Linked DNA regions of Zea mays: regions 1 and 2 are each linked to region 3. Evidence: chromatin contacts called from public Hi-C data. All regions are on one chromosome and are shown on one strand. The core of a region is the stretch at or near the end of the contact, and the rest is flanking DNA. Distances in the headings are between cores, read along the strand shown.

Region 1 (2,700 bases), core at 171-2,670, 160 kb after region 3:
GACACTAAGGTCCAGCGTGATGGTGCGGGTCTAACGAGCTCATTGGGCCGATACAACATGATCAAGTCCTTTGCCATGTCCAGCGAGCACAACAGGGCACAACTATAGCTCACTCCCATGTCGTTCTAGGCTCGGTACCATCATGTCGTGTTTAGAGGGGCTCGTACGTGTTGTACTATGTCATTCGATTAAGCATATGTAGATGTCGTCGTGCTACTCTTCAAGACAAAGCAACATGTTAGATCGACATGCATAGGCGTGCAAAATTTGTGAAGGATCACCATCGATGTCGCAGAGGATAAGGCACCGAGAAGTATCCCTATATCTCTTTTGATCTTAACGCCTAATTCTCTCTAGCTCTTCAGCAATCAGTTACGTTTGCGGTAGGCAAAAAACTACCCCTTCCATATCCCCCTTGACCCACAAAAAAAATCAACTCCTATAACCACATTAGGGCATGTCGATTTCACCCACAGCGGAGAGGATTGAGGGGAATTGAATCCCTTTTATTTAATTTTGACTAGAAAGTGATTTAATCTCCTCCAGTCACTCTCAATTCACTCCTAACCGAACAAGCATTTAATAAGGTGTTTGGTTTATAGAGACTAATTTTTAGTCTCTCAATTTTATTCTATTTTAGTCCCTAAATTGCTAAATATGCCCGTATTTAGCAATTTAGAGACTAAAATGGAATAAAATGGTAGGACAAAAAATTAGTCCTTAAACATCTCCTAAGTCAAACTATATTAAGTCAAACTATATTCAGTAGCTTCAACTTTGTAAAGAAGACAATAATATTTATAGCACCAGATAAATATATTATAAAAATGTTTTATTACGTGCATACATACATATAATGATATCAAATTTAATGCCACAAATATAGTCCCTTTTCTTATAATAAATCCAATAGAAATAATTTAATTTTTAGCGACTTTAGAAGTAAAAGACTACTTTCCACGCGGGAACCATAAAGTCACGTGCACGTTTGACGCTTGGACCGGCCGCGCGTCAATAACGGAACCCGTCTTCGCCGCCGCGACGGACTCTCTCACTAGCCGGCACTGCACCAATCTCTACCGGAATTCACACGCTGGAGGACTACCCGCGACCGTGACGTCAGGCCCGGCCCCCAACGGAACACCAGCCGAACCCCGACCGACGACCCTGGCGTTGCACGGGAGACTTGGTGCGGCCGGCTGGTGCGTCACGCGTGACATCGCGGAAAATTCATCAGTGTTTCAGCATGCGGAGTTGCGGACGAGGGCGATAGCTTCCGCGCGGCCCAAGTAACCGAGATTCTCCGCCGCTCTGGCAGTTTCCTAGCCTTTTTTTTTCTCTGCTCGCGTGCCAAAAAGTCTACGGCCCATGCTCCGCTCACCGCCCTATATCGTGCCGGCTATAAATTAGAAGCAGCGCAACGCAAGCTCAACCCAGCTCGAAACGTCACGGGTCACGGAGAGACCGCGCAGCAGCAGAGCTAGTTCGTTCAGGCAGCTTTATTTGAGCAGACATATATAGGAGAAGATCCGAGGAGAAAGATATTAGCTTGCTAAGAGATCTCGCCATGGCGTCCATGATGGGAGGAGACTTGGTGGAGGCGTACGTGCTCAAGAACGCGTGCAAGGAGAAGCTCCGGCGCATGGAGGCGGCGGCGGCGGCGGCCGACGATAAGACGAGCAAGCAGGGCCGCCTCGCGGAGAAGAAGGTCTCAGGCAGAGGACGACGCCTGCTTGGGCTCCTGAAGAAGAAGGTGCACCCAAAAGCGGCCGCGTCGTCGTCGCCACCCGAAAGCGGCGCTGAAGAAGCAGCCTCGTCTTCTTGATTCAGCTCCGTCCAACAAATTCGCTGCCCACCATTGCCGGACGATAGATCAGCCGTGTGGGAGACGAAGACGAAGCACGAGCACGTGCGTGGCCTGCTCGAAACCACTCAAACAGAGACAGAGTGCGTGCTTTTCTAGCTAGGATTGTGTTGTTGTGTACTACTTGTGTAGCCTTCGTTCGTTCGTTCTTTCGTTCTCTGTTCACTCGCTTGAGATCGATCGTGTTGTTTCATTGGTAAGTGGTAACTCAGTGCAAGTTACGTGAAATGGCAAAACGTATTGGCCAAGCGCCCAAGCTATACTATATAATTTACTTCAGCTATAATATTGTCTTCCCTGTGTGTGTAATGGCTGCGATAATTAAATGTTTATCATATGAACGTCCAAGTTATGCGTAACTTAAATTACGAGTGATTCAGCTTTTTGAATTTTGATGGCTGCTCCGAGCACACTGAAAATGGGTCGGCCTGCCTTCAGTCTATTGATCACTACTAAGGAGAGCAGCCACCAAACAAGGATGGTTAAATGACAGCATATCATGTGTGTCTATATATATATATATATATATATATATATATATATATATATATATATATATATATATATATATATATATATATATATATATATATATATATATATATATATATATATATAGTATTTAGAGCCCTGGGCTCTATTTAACTACAGGAAGCCCCGACGAGGTGTGCAGACCGCACCGGACCCTTTTTGGCTTATTGTACCTACCTGTGCTTACGCTAAATTATAATACGAGTTATGCTGATATGTGTATCAGTTTATGCAAATACAGTCTGCGCATATTACGTGAATCGGGCCCACGATCCTGCCCACGCGCTCACGATTATCCAGTCCCA
Region 2 (2,700 bases), core at 199-2,698, 220 kb after region 3:
TCAGCAATCCTAATGCTTGATCCCACAACATTCCACATCCAGAACGCCGAAGATGCTGTCCGATTGGATTCCTCCTGATTGACGAAAGAAGGCATCGGTGGCAACCTCTGCCATTTCTGAAACACTGGATCCAGGGCATACCAATGGAGCTTGTATGCCTCAGCCTTGGTCAGTACATACACCCATTCCTCACTTACACCAAGCTCTCTCCTCAGCTGGGAAAGTTCATAGCCGATGATTGCTGCCTTCCAGGCTCGGCAAACCAGCTTCAAGTTAAGGTAATGGATCCGTGGTGACCTTGCCAGGATCTGGAGTGAGAGCTCATCAGGAAGAGTTGGAATTATCCTTGGGTTTGACCCATACTCATAAGTAGATATCTTCACCCTCTTATTAGGATCTGTTCCAGATGCCTCATGCTGATCCATAGACTTAGCCGTAGTACTAGTAGCACTTAGAATGGAGCCCATCTGAACTTGATTTCTTCAAACCAAACAATTGGGCGCTGAAACTGGGTTTGAGAATAGGAGCTGCATGAGCTTCAATATATGTCTGGCATATGTAGTGACGGAGCACAAGTCTAAAAATTGTGATTAATATGCTACAGACATTTTAAGTCATCATAAAAAAGATTTCTGGCAAAGCGATAAAATACTTGAAAATGAACACATCCTGCAAACAAGATTTTGAGGAAGTCAACATCACTACCACACAATGTGCGTTCACAGATATGCTACTAGTATCATGGCATGTGGCCCTAGGAATATTGGCTTCGGCAACATTGAAATACGAAAAAATATCAATACCACATATATTTCATTTTATCGACTATTTGTACCCCTATGTAGGACTCTAACCCCAAAAATTCTCAAGCAGGACCATGAATTTAACTTCAAAATCCCCATCTCCATTCTCCCCCAAAGAAAAATAAAATCCATCAACGGGTCCTAAAATTCATGACAAATATAATGATAGCAAAATGCTCGAATTTGGCAACGCACGGTACGTGTTCCGCCAAACCTAAACAAGGCTAATTCATCGATCCTGGAAAAAAATGGAAATTCAAGATGGCTAAACAACGCACGGTACGCGGGGCCCATAATGGTTTTTGCATGAATCGGACGAGAAATTGGATGTTGACCGTGGTCGGGCTTACGGGAGGAAACGCCAGCACGGATCTCCGATGGGATTGAAGGAGCAGGAGAGGGCGAGCAGACAGCACGATCCTGGATCCCGGGTAGGGGTAGCCCCCTGGCGTCCACCGAGCACGACCCGCACCGCCGTGTCAGCAGGTAGTAGAAGCAGGCAGGCAGAGGGGGGCAAATCTGAGCACGGCGCAGAGAGGTGCGAGCCGGCAGCGGGGGTGGTGGCCGGTTGGTGGACACGGCTTGGTGGAATCCAGACCAGGAGAGGAGGGGTCAGCAGAGGAGAGGAGGGGTTTGCGTGCGAAGTGCGAACGGCGCCTTGCGTTGCGTACAGAGTGGAACCACGTGGACATCCTCGACCTGACGGTGCGGGATCGGTGACCTGGCCCATCGGCGGGCGGCGGGACGGCGGCCCAGTTTTGGGCCCTCGACTGCTTGTCAATGGGACCGATACCCTCGACTACTAGTTTTGGGCCCTCGGCGGGTTTAGGGTTTAGGATTTGGAAACCTCATTTTTTTAAAGGATTTTCATTTTTTCAAAAAAATAGTTTATTTTTTAGAAAATATAAATCCCTTAAGAAAATGGTATTTCCAAACTAGTCCTTAGAGTTAAGGTATGGACAAAATTTATCCTCATGGGTATGAATATGGGTTAAAATCTCACTCATTGGATAAACGGGTATGGGTATGACAAGCAATCGTCCAAACCCGATTACCTATAAATAATATTCACTATGTAAAATTAGATGTGCAACCTATTTGGCAATAAGTATAACAACTAACCCTACATCTTCTAACCTTTTTAAGCACCCATCCATCCAAACCCAGGCGGCCAGCCACCAACTGCCCCACCCACCAGTCCATGTGTCACTTTATTTTTGTTGTTTTGTATAGTTAAACAATGTTTTTCTTGTTACATATCAGATTTATTGGTGATGTATTGTTGTTGGTGTCATGTGGCTTTTAATGTCATATAAAATATAATGTGATAATATTTTTCTTGTAGGGGATGGGGATTCATTGAAGACCCATTGGAGACCCGATACCCGAATGAGTATGGATATGAGATGAATCTTATACCCATGATGGATGTGGTTATGAGGATGGTATGAATATAGTTTCATGGGGATGGGGTGTCCAAACCCGGTGGAGAATTCCCCATTAACACCTCTATATGCGAGCGAGCTCATACTATATCAAACTTATCTGTAAATAGTGTAATCTATAGTACAAAAAGTATTTTATACGGTCAATTACACAATCTAGTGGAGATGACCTTCACAAATCACAACACATGTGGTCAAGAAACGGGTTACCTAGGCTTATTTGATTCTGCTTTCTATATAATAATTATATACATTTTTATAATAAATAATTCTAATTTCTGTCTAATAAGTCTATATTTTTATAACAAATAATAAAAAGGGATTTTCATTATTGTATTCTATCTTTTAATACTTGCGCCACCACAAGAAAAAAATTAAATATAGATCTTCCACATCTTCTTCATGTCTTTATTGCTAAAAGAACGATTCAGGATCCGGATCTATAATCAATG
Region 3 (2,700 bases), core at 85-2,584:
ATTTTTATTCCAAACTACAAATTACAAATGATTTTATTTTTCATAATATGCTAGAAAAATTATGTACACCATTTAAAGTATTAAAAATATTTATATGATAAATAAATAATTATAGTAATGTTATATTACTAGTGACATAAAATGATAAAATTAATTAATATTAAAAAATTAATTCTAAATACATTACATTATTGGGATTTTTTGAGTCCAAAATACAAATATACCTAGTATAAAAAAATATTTAGAATCCAAAATATCTAATCAACTACAACTCTTCACTTTACAATATATAGATTGATTTGTTCATTATTTTTATTTAAATTTTGGTGCACACATTCATATACTTCATTCATTTTGGAATGACATATTTAAATTTCTTAACATTTTTACTATTTTATAACAATTAAATGAATTACTAGATATCTATTTATTGAAATTGTAAAATAATATGTAAATGTGGTACATATATTTATAAACATGACATAAATTTTTATTGTTAAATACTATATTTTTATTAATGAATATGCTAATAAGGTATCTATTGCTATGATTATAATTTACTTGTAACATGATTTTTTTGTCACCTATAACAAATTAATAATCATTATAATATTATGTTCTAAGTCATGTGAGTATACGAATTCGAACTATTCATTTTATATTTTATTTGATAATATTCGTATTTATATCTATATTTAAATTAAAATATGATAAATAGTGACCATTCAAATTCATATTCGTGCATATCCAATTCGAATCATCTCTAATAATAACGAGACCGGCGTACCGAGGACCGTGTCCACGTGATTCCTGGCCCCGGTCACCTCGCCATGTCAGCAGATGCCCGCCCCGGTGGGGCCCGCGCCTCCCCCTCCCTCCTCTCCGTCCACTAGCCACTAGCTCCATCAAAGTCACCCACCCCACTCCCCGGAAGCACGCCGACCATCACCCGCGCCTGCACCTTCCGTCACAACCACTCTCTCGCTTCCAGGCGGGCCCAGGGTTTCTCTGGTCCCGCACGTCTGTCACCTGCTGTGGAGGTCACCGCGGTGGAGCGCCCCCTTCTTCCGTGAGCGTAGGCGATGGTCCCACCGCGTAGTAGAAAAACAATTTAGGTCGGGACATGCACACATACACACGCGCACAGCCGCACTCGGTTCCAGCTACAGAGAATTCGTCCAGGAAAGTAAAAAAACTCCCCCATTCGCGAGGGACAGGAGGGAGGAGTCACCGCGTGAGCTCAGGAGGAAGAGGGAGAAGGAGAGGCCGCCGGCGGCGGCGCGGCAGACCGGGAACCGCCGTGTAGCACTGGGGTGGTGGACCCGCGCGCCCATGCGTCGGTGAGGTGGTGGGGCCCGCTTGGCGCTCGAGTTGGAATGGCGGCGGCAGGGAGGTGGTGGGCGGTGGTCCTTGCGGTCGCGGTGCTGCTCTGGCCGGGCCGGGTCGTCGCCAACACCGAGGGTGAGTCCTCCTGCTTCATCTCATACGCACTAGTAATGGTTTGGATTTATCCCAAGTTTCGTTGGATTTCGTGGAAAGCGTAGAATTTTTGTCCTGTGAAGTTTCTTTCGTTATGCCATGAACTTCTCTCGTTTGGGCGTTCAGTCTTCAGTACATCTTTGAGTCTACTTCCGGTAGCGAGGCAAGAGAGACCACCAAGCATAGCCTAGTTCGTTTGTAAATGGAAATTATGGTAATATCGTCCTCCAGAACTAAGGAGTTCAATTGGATTGCTAATGTTGACTTTGAAGTGGGATTGTCTGACCGGTTCTTTCTGCTGGTGACAGAAACACTTTTTGCTAGTTCTGCGGTTGGGATGTTATTGATCATCTGTCTCCAGAGATGGAAATTGAAAAGTATAGTTTTGTAGGATGTGTCCCCATGGTCTACCATGAATAGAAGAACATCGGATACTGTAGTACTAATAACAATGGATAAGGGCATAAGGCCAACTGTAATAACTACTAATCTCTGTGATTTGTGAACTTCCCCTTTTCTTATCTTTTCTGTTTTGGAAATTTCAATCGCATTGCTTTTGCCTAGGCAGCATACTTTTTTTCTACAGATTTTGCATACAAGCTCATCACCTGTAGAATTTCTTATATGTTTGTTCATCTTAACTGGAAATATACTTGCTGCTGATCATGCTACCTTTTGTCCACAGGCGATGCTCTATACAGCCTGCGGCAGAGCTTGATAGATACGAACAATGTCTTGCAGAGTTGGGATTCCACTCTTGTTAATCCATGTACATGGTTTCACGTTACGTGTAACAGCGATAACAGTGTTATCAGAGTGTAAGTCGATGAAAAAGCTCTCATATATTCATTTCAAAGTGTTAGTGATGTTCTCCTTCTGGTTCTAAATGTCCCCACTTTCACAGTGACCTTGGAAATGCACAATTATCTGGCGTCCTAGTGCCACAGCTTGGTCAGCTGAAAAATCTCCAATATTTGTAAGTTCTGCATGTTTTGTTTTTTCTAACTGTTTCAAGATGTGGATTTTCTGTCTCTTGTACGCAGCGTCAGAAAAAAGGGAGTACCCACTGCCGTAGGCTTCCCGCACTGTGCGGGGTCTGGGGAAGCGTCAGAATTTTCAAAAAAATGGTCCAGTAACCACTTCTCAAAAAAAAAAAAAACTTAATCCTAAAGCAGTCTTAATTAACTGATTTGTTTTAAATTACATCCTAAGCCTGGCCCA

What was found. Hi-C and Micro-C count contacts between places; a contact is called where the count stands out from the background.
Region 1: a Hi-C map of endosperm shows a contact between it and region 3, with 2.7 times the contacts expected there. The contact joins the promoter of LOC100278951 here to the promoter of LOC109945802 in region 3. A contact is called at or near these places in 2 of 25 Hi-C or Micro-C datasets (ear and endosperm).
Region 2: a contact with region 3 is called in a Hi-C map of ear, with 2.8 times the contacts expected there. The contact joins the promoter of LOC100281539 here to the promoter of LOC109945802 in region 3. A contact is called at or near these places in 7 of 25 Hi-C or Micro-C datasets (bundle sheath, ear, endosperm and 3 more).

The regions. Positions count from the first base shown.
Region 1 is chr4:129,351,208-129,353,907 of Zm-B73-REFERENCE-NAM-5.0, reverse strand. It overlaps LOC100278951, which reads left to right and starts at 1,420. Exons shown (of 1, transcript XM_008680499.4): 1 at 1,420-2,205. The coding sequence starts at 1,568. The coding sequence ends at 1,825.
Region 2 is chr4:129,290,235-129,292,934 of Zm-B73-REFERENCE-NAM-5.0, reverse strand. It overlaps LOC100281539, which reads right to left and starts at 1,448. Exons shown (of 2, transcript NM_001154457.2): 1 at 1,154-1,448; 2 at 1-508. The coding sequence starts at 467.
Region 3 is chr4:129,515,005-129,517,704 of Zm-B73-REFERENCE-NAM-5.0, reverse strand. LOC109945802 reads right to left here and starts at 1,334. Exons shown (of 2, transcript XM_020552160.1): 1 at 1,232-1,334. The coding sequence starts at 1,334. LOC542670 (somatic embryogenesis receptor-like kinase 3) reads left to right here and starts at 1,227. Exons shown (of 11, transcript NM_001319769.1): 1 at 1,227-1,461; 2 at 2,165-2,297; 3 at 2,384-2,455. The coding sequence starts at 1,377.